Linked DNA regions of Gossypium hirsutum: region 1 is linked to region 2. Evidence: chromatin contacts called from public Hi-C data. All regions are on one chromosome and are shown on one strand. The core of a region is the stretch at or near the end of the contact, and the rest is flanking DNA. Distances in the headings are between cores, read along the strand shown.

Region 1 (4,670 bases), core at 772-3,271, 140 kb before region 2:
ATTTTTAGTTAGAGTAGTAATATTTGGAAATGAACCTTGTCCTGAATGATTGTTGATTTGCATTAAGTAGTGGACTCTACATTTTAAAGGGCGGCATGAGCAAGTTTTCTGTTTTGTGTTTTTGTACTATATTTCTTACTAAACCTTCATATCATTTGAAAAAAAAGGGGGGGGGGTTCACTTGCATCCAATGTGTTATTCATGGACCATTGTACTGTCCATGCTCCAGGTATTTGATAGTTGCCAGGTTTTTATTTATTTCTCTTTCAAGTAAATTTGGTGTCATGGCAATTCTTTTGGTTTGAAGTAGACATCAAACCTGTAAATGTTTGTATGATGGAGCCTTTTTTAGTTCAGAAGCGATTAAGCTATCTACTTGGTTTTAGAACTAGGGTATTGTTGAAGCTGTGGAAAATCAGGTTATTTGCCTAAGTTGGTAATCTGAAAACTTCTTTGGGTTTTAACTATTACGGTTTATTTTCAACTTTTTAAGTTCATCAAGGCATACTTGCCAGTCTAGTCATGTATTTGATGGAATGCTAATAGTTGTAAGAACATTTGGCTGCCAAAAGCTTGGTGTGTTTACTTTCCTTCTGGGCAGTAGATCGGTGCTCTCAGTGGGCATTGGCTATGCTATCCCTTATAAGGTAGAAATTTGCCCGTTTAGAATTCGAATAAAAAAATTACTTTGACTTTTTACTGCTATTGGAATATAAATTAGTACTGTACTGTTGTGCTTATGTTTTTCCTGTTAGTACTTTGTGTGTATCGGTATTGTTATTTTTAAAAATATTTAATGCATTTAAACAATATTTGCAAATATCTAAATAAATTTTAAATATAAAATACTCCCTCACTATATATTATGCGAAATGCTTATCGATTATATTCAATAGATTTCAACATTTGACTTTTTGAACTTTTTGTAGGTTTTTTTTTTTTGGTGAAAAATAAAACAAAATTACATCAACTATTAATAGATTCTAAAAGCCTTGTCCCCGTGAAGAACCATAGACAAAATATCAAGAGGTAGTTCAAAAATCTATAAGGTTGCCTGTCATGTAAGGCTAATTTTTGCCAATTGATTTGCAATTAAGTTGCATTCTCTGAGTACATGCTTGATCTCCCACTGACCTTCAGAATGCATAAGTCGTTGAATCATTTTGGGCGAGGCAATACATGAGTCCACCGACTCCTCTATGGTCAAAGCTTGAACCACCTTTAGGTTATCGGTTTGAATCATAGTTTTCTTGTCTCCCTTATTTACTAAAATAAGGAGTCCGTCAAGAATGCCTCAAAGTTTAGCCTTAAAAGGCGTGCATTTACCAAGATAATGGTTAAAGCCTAATATCCATTTTCCACCTTGATCATGAACCACCTTTTCAGTGGAAGCATTCTCGGAATTTCTAGCCACAACTTTATTAGAAAATAAGTGAACCCAATTTTCATCATAATGAGAGTGGATTGCCAGATTAAGATGGTTAGCCTTGGAACCATTAAGAAAAAGTTCAAATTGTTGCGCCAACTTAAAGAAACTTTGATAATATCATAAGTCGTTCAAGTTGTATTTTGGAAAATGGATAAGTTCATGTTCTTCCAAATTCGCCATGCAATTAATTCGAATAGGCACGACTAAGTAATTCCCCGATCCTGCAACTTAAAATGACAACAAAAATTAATGGAAAACCAAATTTGAAAGGGGTCAGAAAAGAACCTATGTTTTTTCTTAAAGGGAATTACATGCATCTATCCTTTCTTTGCTGTTGAACAGTCTCGAATAACATGTAGAATGTCCTCAGTATCATGACCACATAAAGGACATGCGTTGAAATAACCAATTCCTCTTCTAGTATGCTTCGAATTAATGAGAAGTTTCTGTTTGGATGTAAGCCAAAAAAAAAGACGAACTCTTTGGGGACCTTGGAATTTCCAAACAACCTTTTAACTAACATCTCTGGGGTGCCAAGATTCTTCTTTTAAGGCCCAATAAACACTGTGAACAGAGAAAGATCCTGAGTTAGATTAAGCCCAGATGACACTATCCACTCCACCAGCAGAATGAAGGGGGATACTCACTATACGTTTAATCACATCTTTGAGCAACCAAATACGAAACAAATCTAAGTTCCATGAACCATCAGGTAGGATCCAGTCCCTTACAGTGTTCTCCAAGTCAAGGCTTGCGTGAGCTAAAACTTAAGAAAAGGAGAACCAATTCCTAGAATCCAAGAATCCTCCCAATAGCAAATATCAATGCTAATAAGATTCTCACGAAAGAGGGGCCAAACCTTAAAAAAGGAACACCATAAGTGTGAACATTGACTTCTGATAAGAGAATTCAGAATGTGATCTTTCCATCCATATTTTGAATGAATGACTCTAAGCCATAAAGCATCATTCATAGTGACCAAACTGAATCCAATCTTTATAAGAAATGGATTATTTTGATACTGAATGTGTCAAAATCCAAGTCCTCTTCGAGACATTGGCTGACAGATAGACTCCTAACCCACCAAAGCAATTTTTGGATGTCCCACAGAACCACCCATATAAATTGGCTAGCTATCCTCTCGATCTCATCACATACGCCTTTCGTGATTGACATGGACTACATAAAATAATTTGGAATAGTTAAAAGAACTGATTGAGCCAGAATGACTCTTCCCACAAAGGAAAGTTTCATAGCTTCCCAATTTTGCAATTTGCATCTCACTTTTTCTACCACGAAATTTATAATACTTTTGGTAACCTGTTCATGAAGAAGAGGCACCTCAAATAGATCCCAAGATTAAGAACTTTCTGAATCCCAAATATCTAGCTAATTTGATCACATAACTCTATCTCAACTCCTTTGGAGAAATACATGTTGCTCTTCTTTCAGTTAATTTTGTGCCCCGAAAAACCATAGAAGTGCTTCAGAATTCCTTTTAACAAATAAGCTTGCTTCACCTCTACTTTGCTAAAAATGACTAGATCATTTGTAAAAAAATAATAATAATAAGATAATGCGGATCTCGATCTTGATAATTGAATTGGATTCCATTTACCAGCATCAATTTTTGCACGAACAATGTGACATAACCATTCCATACAAAGAACGAAAAGATATTACAATAGTGGACATCTTTGTCTAATCCGTCTCACAGACTTAAATTTTTTAGTATGAACTTCATTACATAATATTTGCATAAAAGAAGAAGAAAAAATGGCGTCCATAATCACTTTCCTAAGGAACTCGGGAATCCTAGCTGTTAACAGATACGTATCAATAAATTCCCAACTAACTCTATCGTAGGCCTTCTTCAAATCCAGCTTGATCGCCATTCAATTCTTACCAATTCTCTTACTACGCATAGAATGAATGACTTCTTGCACAATGATAACATTATCAGAAGTATTACGACCAACATTAAACTCAACTTGCTCCTGTGAAATGAAATTCGGAAAAACTACTTCAAATCTATTAGCAACCATTTTCATCACTAATTTATACATTACCGAGCAAAGATTGATAGGCCGAAACTGATTAAAATCCTTTGGTCTATCTTTTTTCAAAATAGGCACAATCAAAGTATTATTCAACTCTGCCTCGATTTTATTACTAGCAATGATTCCTAGACTTCGAAAGAAGTTCGCTTGAACCTATCGCTTCTCCAAACCAAAGCGAAGTCATGTCAAAAAGGGCATTTTTTATCTCTTCATTTGAAATTGGCTTTTCTAAAAAAAAAAATCCTAATTCTTAAGGCAAGTAAAGATATTGGAGGGAAGGTCTATCATGGGAGTAGGGATTTCTCTATAGATTTTCTTAAAGAACCTTACAGCCACATTTTTAAGAATATTCTGGTCAGAACACCACTCTCCATTAACGATAGTAAAGCCATGATACGATTGAATTTCCTCCTTTAAATAGTACGACTATAAAAAACCTTAGTGTTATGATTCCCAAGCTAGAGCTAATCACACTAAGCCTTTTGCCTCTACAGTAATTCCTCATGGTTAAGCACATTTTCTAATTCATCCCAAACATCCATTTGATTATTGACTAACCAACTACAGGGCAAACGATCCATAGCCTTTTGGATATTTGCAAGTGCCCTTATAAGCTGTCTTTTGCAAGTACCTAAAAAACCATAGACAAGATTGTTTCATTCTTTGACATGTGAGGTAAAATCAGTAAGAGAGTCAGCCATATTACCTAAATAACTCCACTTATTCTTGACCAAATCAGGAAAATTGGCATGTTTTGTTCATCCTACAAGACAGTGCGAAAAATATCCAAATTGGTTTTGAGGAGAATGGGCATGTGATCTGGATTGATGCGCAAAAACTAGTTTGATGCGCAAAAGGTGATATACAAGACAGTGCGAAAAATATGATATCCAAGTGTCATTGGCAAGCGCTCAATCCAACCTTTCATACGTATTGCCTCTTTACCAGGTAAAGGAAGGTCCAATGAATCCTATATCTTGTAAGTTACAATAGTCAACAAAATTACCAAAAAAATTTGCATCTTCTACCTATGCTACGATCACTTTTCTTATCATCAGGTGATAGTATAGCATTAAAGCCCCCCATAATCAGCCACGAAAAGGGATCGTTAAGTAACACGATTATTAAATCATCCCATAGAGAATTTCTCTTTGCTCTGTCAGGACTACCATAAACAAAAA
Region 2 (4,999 bases), core at 350-2,849:
TGTGGTGATGGAGGCAGTTAACCCCAGGTTAAAGCTTCAGTTGAATTTTATACCGTGAACGCAAAAGAGAGTCTATCTTTCAATGGAAGAAGGAAGTGCATATTGAAGGAATTCATTACCAAACACAATGATCCCAACCATGTCCCTGATGAATTAGTTGAATGCTCATCCCAGGATGATGAAGTACCCAAGAAGCCTAATGTCAAGTCTAAAGAAACAAAGATGAATTAGTTAGTACTAATATTTGATTGCTCCATAGAACCCCAAAAGAGGTATGGAATTCTTCTACTTTATTAACTTCTCCAATCTCTGGTGTTATATATGAATCAACCACTTTTAGCGTTGTGTTGGAAAACAGTTACATTTGAAATGATTCGCATAATTTTCTAGTTGTTCTGCATCCGATAAATTTGTTATTTAATTAAAATGTGTTTTGTAATTCTGGGATTCTATAATTTTATTATTACCCTTCAAATCAACCGTGCTTGTGCATGATACATATTGTACGAAGCTCACATAGAATCAGTCAAAACATTGTTCCATTTCTGGGTATGGAACATAGAATCGGTTCTTTTGCATTCAACGGATATTTTACCAAGATGAGGCTCCATACCTGTTGTTAAAGCATTTCCGTAGCCTCCATGCCCCATGCCTGATGTTACAGTAGCAGAAGGGCGTAGCGACTTTTAGAAATAGTCCCATAATTAGCCCCTTTTTCTTACTTTTAATAACTGGTCATTTCTAATTATAAAAAGAGAGGCAATTTCATTAAAAACAAAATGTTTTTTTTTTCTTTTAATTCTTTTATATTATTATCATCGTTCTCAAAATTCCATTATTGTTGGAACCACCTAAAACACCGGTTCGTCCGGACAGAAGAAAGACATTGTTTTTGTTTTGGTAGAATAAGAGAGTAATAGATTAGCAATTAAGAATTATTACAGCATCTTCAACCTTATTCAGTCACTAACTTCATAAGTTCTACCGGTGGTGATCGATATATCTGTAAATCCATTCCATACCTCGTGCTAATGCTGCCATATGATCTGCTACAGCATTATCCTCTCGGTAAACATGCTGGACTTTAATCTCCCATGTCCGACGAAGCATATTTTTTACTCGCACCACTGGCTCATGATGCAATTCCCGATCCTCCCCATTGATCATCTATACAAAAGCAACGTTATTTACTAATATCACCCTTGCCAAACCAGTCCCCCAAGCAGGACGCAAGCCTTCAAGCGCTCCCCACAGCTCAGCTTCTAAAACAGACCATACTCCGATAACTTTAGAAAATCCAACAATACGTCTTCCCTGACATCTCTAATGACGCCACCTGTTGTCACAGCACTTGAACCTATACGTACTGCACCATCAGTGTTGATCTTGTACCGTCCATCAGGCGAATCCCACAATCTATCTTCCCTGACTCCTAAATGGTTTTTGAGTGAATTTTTCAAGATTGGCCGAACTAATTTTATGATTTTTTAATAATTTATCGCTAGGCCCATATGTTTGGGTTTTGAGGGCCTAATTCTGAATAATTTTGGCCTGTTTGTTTTTTTTTTCAAAAATTATAAATAAAATTAAGGAATGGAGAGAGAGTGCGGATGTGAATTACAGTTCAGAGAGCGCACACACTGCCCAGCAAATTTGGTGGAATTCCCGCCAAAGAAAACCCCGTTGAGGACATTTTACCGGCATATCCCGCCATCTTTCACTCTTTATTTTCTTCCCTTATTTCTACTCTTCCGTTTCGAACAGAAAAGTGATCACACTTCACCTTCCAAACTTCCCTCCCACCCGCCTCTCAATTTTTAATCATTAATCGGTAAAAATGGCACCGTCGCGTCGTCAAAGCAATGGCAGATCACCCCTTGTTAATCAACAGAGCCAGATTACTTCCTTCTTCTCCAAGAAAAACTCTTCTTCCCCATCTCCATCGCCTTCTCCTCCTCCTCCTCTTGCCAAACATACCTCTAAACTTAACCCAATCCCTGGCCCTAAACCTAATCCAAGTAGAAGTCCCATCCCTACTACTCCCTCCCCTGGGGAACCCAAGCTCAAAAAGCCTCTCCTTGTCATTGGCCAATCGCTTGCCCCCACTCCCTCTTCTCCCCTCAACATAACGTTTGGCGATGAAGTGGTTGACAAGAGGCTAAGGGTTCACTGGCCCTTGGATAAGGCGTGGTACGAGGGCGTTGTCAAGTCTTTCGATAAGGTCTCGGGTAAGCATTTGATTCAGTATGATGATTCTGAGGAAGAGGAGTTGGATTTGGGGAAGGAGAAGATTGAGTGGGTTGAAGAAACCACGGGAAGGTTTAAGCGGTTGCGGCGAGGGGGTTCTTTGGCTTTTAAGAAAGTGGTGATTGACGATGAGGATGATGACGTGGCGGATAGTGCGAACGAAAAGAGCGACGATGATGATTCTAGTGATGAAGATTGGGGGAAGAACGCCGAGAAGGAAGTGAGCGAGGATGCTGATGAGGAAGATATGGATTTGGAGGATGAGAAAGAGGAGGAAGAAGAACTGGAGGAGGAGGAGGTGGGAATGAAAATATCGAAAAGAAAGGGCGGTGGAAAGACTGAATCAAAGAAACGGAAGGCGAATGGCGTTGCAAAACCGGAGTTCGGTAAAAAGAGTAAGACCAGTGCGAATGGTAGTACTAAGGAAGAGTTTAAGGTGCCTTCGGTGGAACCGGTGAAGAAGATTGAAAGTAAGTAACGGGGTTTTTTGTGTGCCACTCCTTTTTAGTTGGTTGTTTTTGAAACGGGAAATTAGATAACGAAATTCCTTTCTCCTTGAAAAATAAGTATTCCTCTTATATTGAATGTTTTGTTATTTATTTTCCTTAAATTATCACCTCTAAGAGGATTCTTTTTCTTCCTCTTTTTATCAATGTCCCTCTATTTATGTTCTAACTATGTGGTTTATTTGTTATTGGTGCAATTTACATGGAAATTTACTCTGCTCTGGCATATTTTAACTAGTATGTCGTTCAAAATATTGGATATATAGCAGATTATGTTCCTGTCTGTCTTGTTCTTATGTAATTTACCTGAATGGATGGTTTGAGGTCTGAATATGAGCATGTTTTGCTGCAGCTGATAAGGCATCTACTGCTGCTGACAAGGCTTTGGTGGCTGATGAGTTAGAGAGGTTTGGGAAGCGTGAAGCGGAGAAGTTGCACTTCCTTGGACCGTAAATTCTTGCTTCATTCTTTTAATTTTCCTTCTGTAACATTGATTCCATAAAAATATAAGTTTATGGCATCTAGCTTTCTTTAAATTACTATATCTTGAGGATTTGAAAACATGCATCCAGGCTTTCTTTAAATTGCAATATTTTACTAATTCTGCCATCTGGCATCTTGAACTAACTGGTACACCTGCCATCTGAACTATTAGATTACCAATTATTTAGTAAATGTGGGCTTATGGCATTGCCATACAGATAATTTCTTTGGATATTGAGGCATGTTGTTAGTTCTGATGTAAATATCCAATGCCATGTATTTTTATTCTGAATTTTTTTCTTTTTCTTTGTCTTAAAGTGAGGTGCGTAGAGATGCAAATAGGAAGCGTCCTGGAGATGCAAACTACAATCCAAAGACTTTATACTTGCCTCCTGGTTTCTTAAAGAGCCTATCAGGTTGCCAGGTAAGGGGCATTTGATTCTCAAGTACTTTGAGATATCATTTGACATATCATTGTTGTTTAAGCAGATGGGTAAATTTTATGAACTTTTTGAAATGGATGCACATGTTGGGGCAAAAGAACTGAATTTGCAATACATGAGGGTATGGTCCTATCCAAGTTCCTTCAACTCAAAGTCTCAAACTGATTTTATTTATTTTTTTGTGGACTGCCTTTTTTTATCTTATCTTAGGCCATCTTCACAGCCAGGAGAAAGATAGAAAATAAGGCAGAAGCCCCATGTTTATAAACTGTCTCCTTTTTCATGGTCTTATTTTTTTTCACTATTCCTCTTACATTTACTATCGATTTTAGGGGGAACAACCTCACTGTGGATTTCCTGAGAAGAATTTCTCTATGAATGTGGAGAAATTAGCTCGAAAGGTTTGTCTGATGTGCTTTTATTCCAAGTTGTAGTTTCCATGCGTGTTTTGCCATGGTTAGATCTTTTTGATAAGCACAATCTGTTCTATGGAGGAAAGTTTACTTTATTTTATTGACTCAAACAGGGTTATCGAGTTCTTGTAGTAGAGCAAACGGAAACTCCTGAACAACTGGAGCTTCGTCGGAAAGAGAAAGGTGCCAAGGATAAGGTATGTTGTACTATGCATGATACTACAGAAGATTGGCTCTATTTTTATTGGTTTTCCATATTTTACATTTCCCCTAGATTGGCAATTTAATAAGTATGCTTTTCTCCATGCATTTTTTTTGTGTAATATCTAATTGTCATGGTCCTAATAGCATTTGTAAATGTACAAGTATTCTTAGATGTGATGCTGAGGACCATTAGCCATTTCCATCTGGATTCTGGCCAGGTCATATGATGGCTTGTTTCTGTCATTTTATTAACCCTATATCCATTGTTTTCTAGTATGCTTTTTAGAATTCTTTTCCATAATTTGTTAATTGTATGGGATGATATGGAGCTGTATAACTTATTGATGTTTTTCAATATGTTTAGGTTGTCAAGCGTGAAATATGTGCTGTGGTTACCAGAGGAACCCTAACTGATGGAGAAATGCTGTCATCAAGTCCTGACCCTTCTTACCTCATGGCAGTTACTGAAAGCTGTCAACGTTCACCAAACCAGAATGAGAAGTGGGTTTTTGGCATGTGTGCTGTTGATGTTGCAACTAGCAGGATTATTATTGGACAGGTGGGGATTGTTCCTTGCATGATAATTGCTTAATTTTTATCCTTTCTTTGTTCAGATCTAATCATTAGTCTTATTCCTCTGAATAGTATGTGTCCTTATCCAATGAGATTTACTTTTTCTTATCGTCTCTTGTTTTTTTTTTTT

Evidence for each region. Hi-C and Micro-C count contacts between places; a contact is called where the count stands out from the background.
Region 1: a contact with region 2 is called in a Hi-C map of leaf, with 2.0 times the contacts expected there. The contact joins the enhancer-like site here to the promoter of LOC107909991 in region 2. A contact is called at or near these places in 2 of 34 Hi-C or Micro-C datasets (both in leaf).

What each region holds. Positions count from the first base shown.
Region 1 is chrA07:27,398,347-27,403,016 of Gossypium_hirsutum_v2.1, reverse strand. It overlaps LOC107910004. Among protein-coding and RNA genes, the nearest start is that of LOC107910007, 18 kb to the left of the region's middle. Within about 2 kb of position 2,021, at least 4 of the 9 cell types and tissues checked have an H3K27ac peak or open chromatin away from gene starts, as enhancers often do. A contact at or near this core is called in leaf, where this site is marked.
Region 2 is chrA07:27,256,794-27,261,792 of Gossypium_hirsutum_v2.1, reverse strand. It overlaps LOC107909991 (DNA mismatch repair protein MSH6), which reads left to right and starts at 1,599. Exons shown (of 20, transcript XM_041117870.1): 1 at 1,599-2,717; 2 at 3,106-3,202; 3 at 3,555-3,660; 4 at 3,726-3,800; 5 at 4,012-4,080; 6 at 4,206-4,289; 7 at 4,661-4,855. The coding sequence starts at 1,838.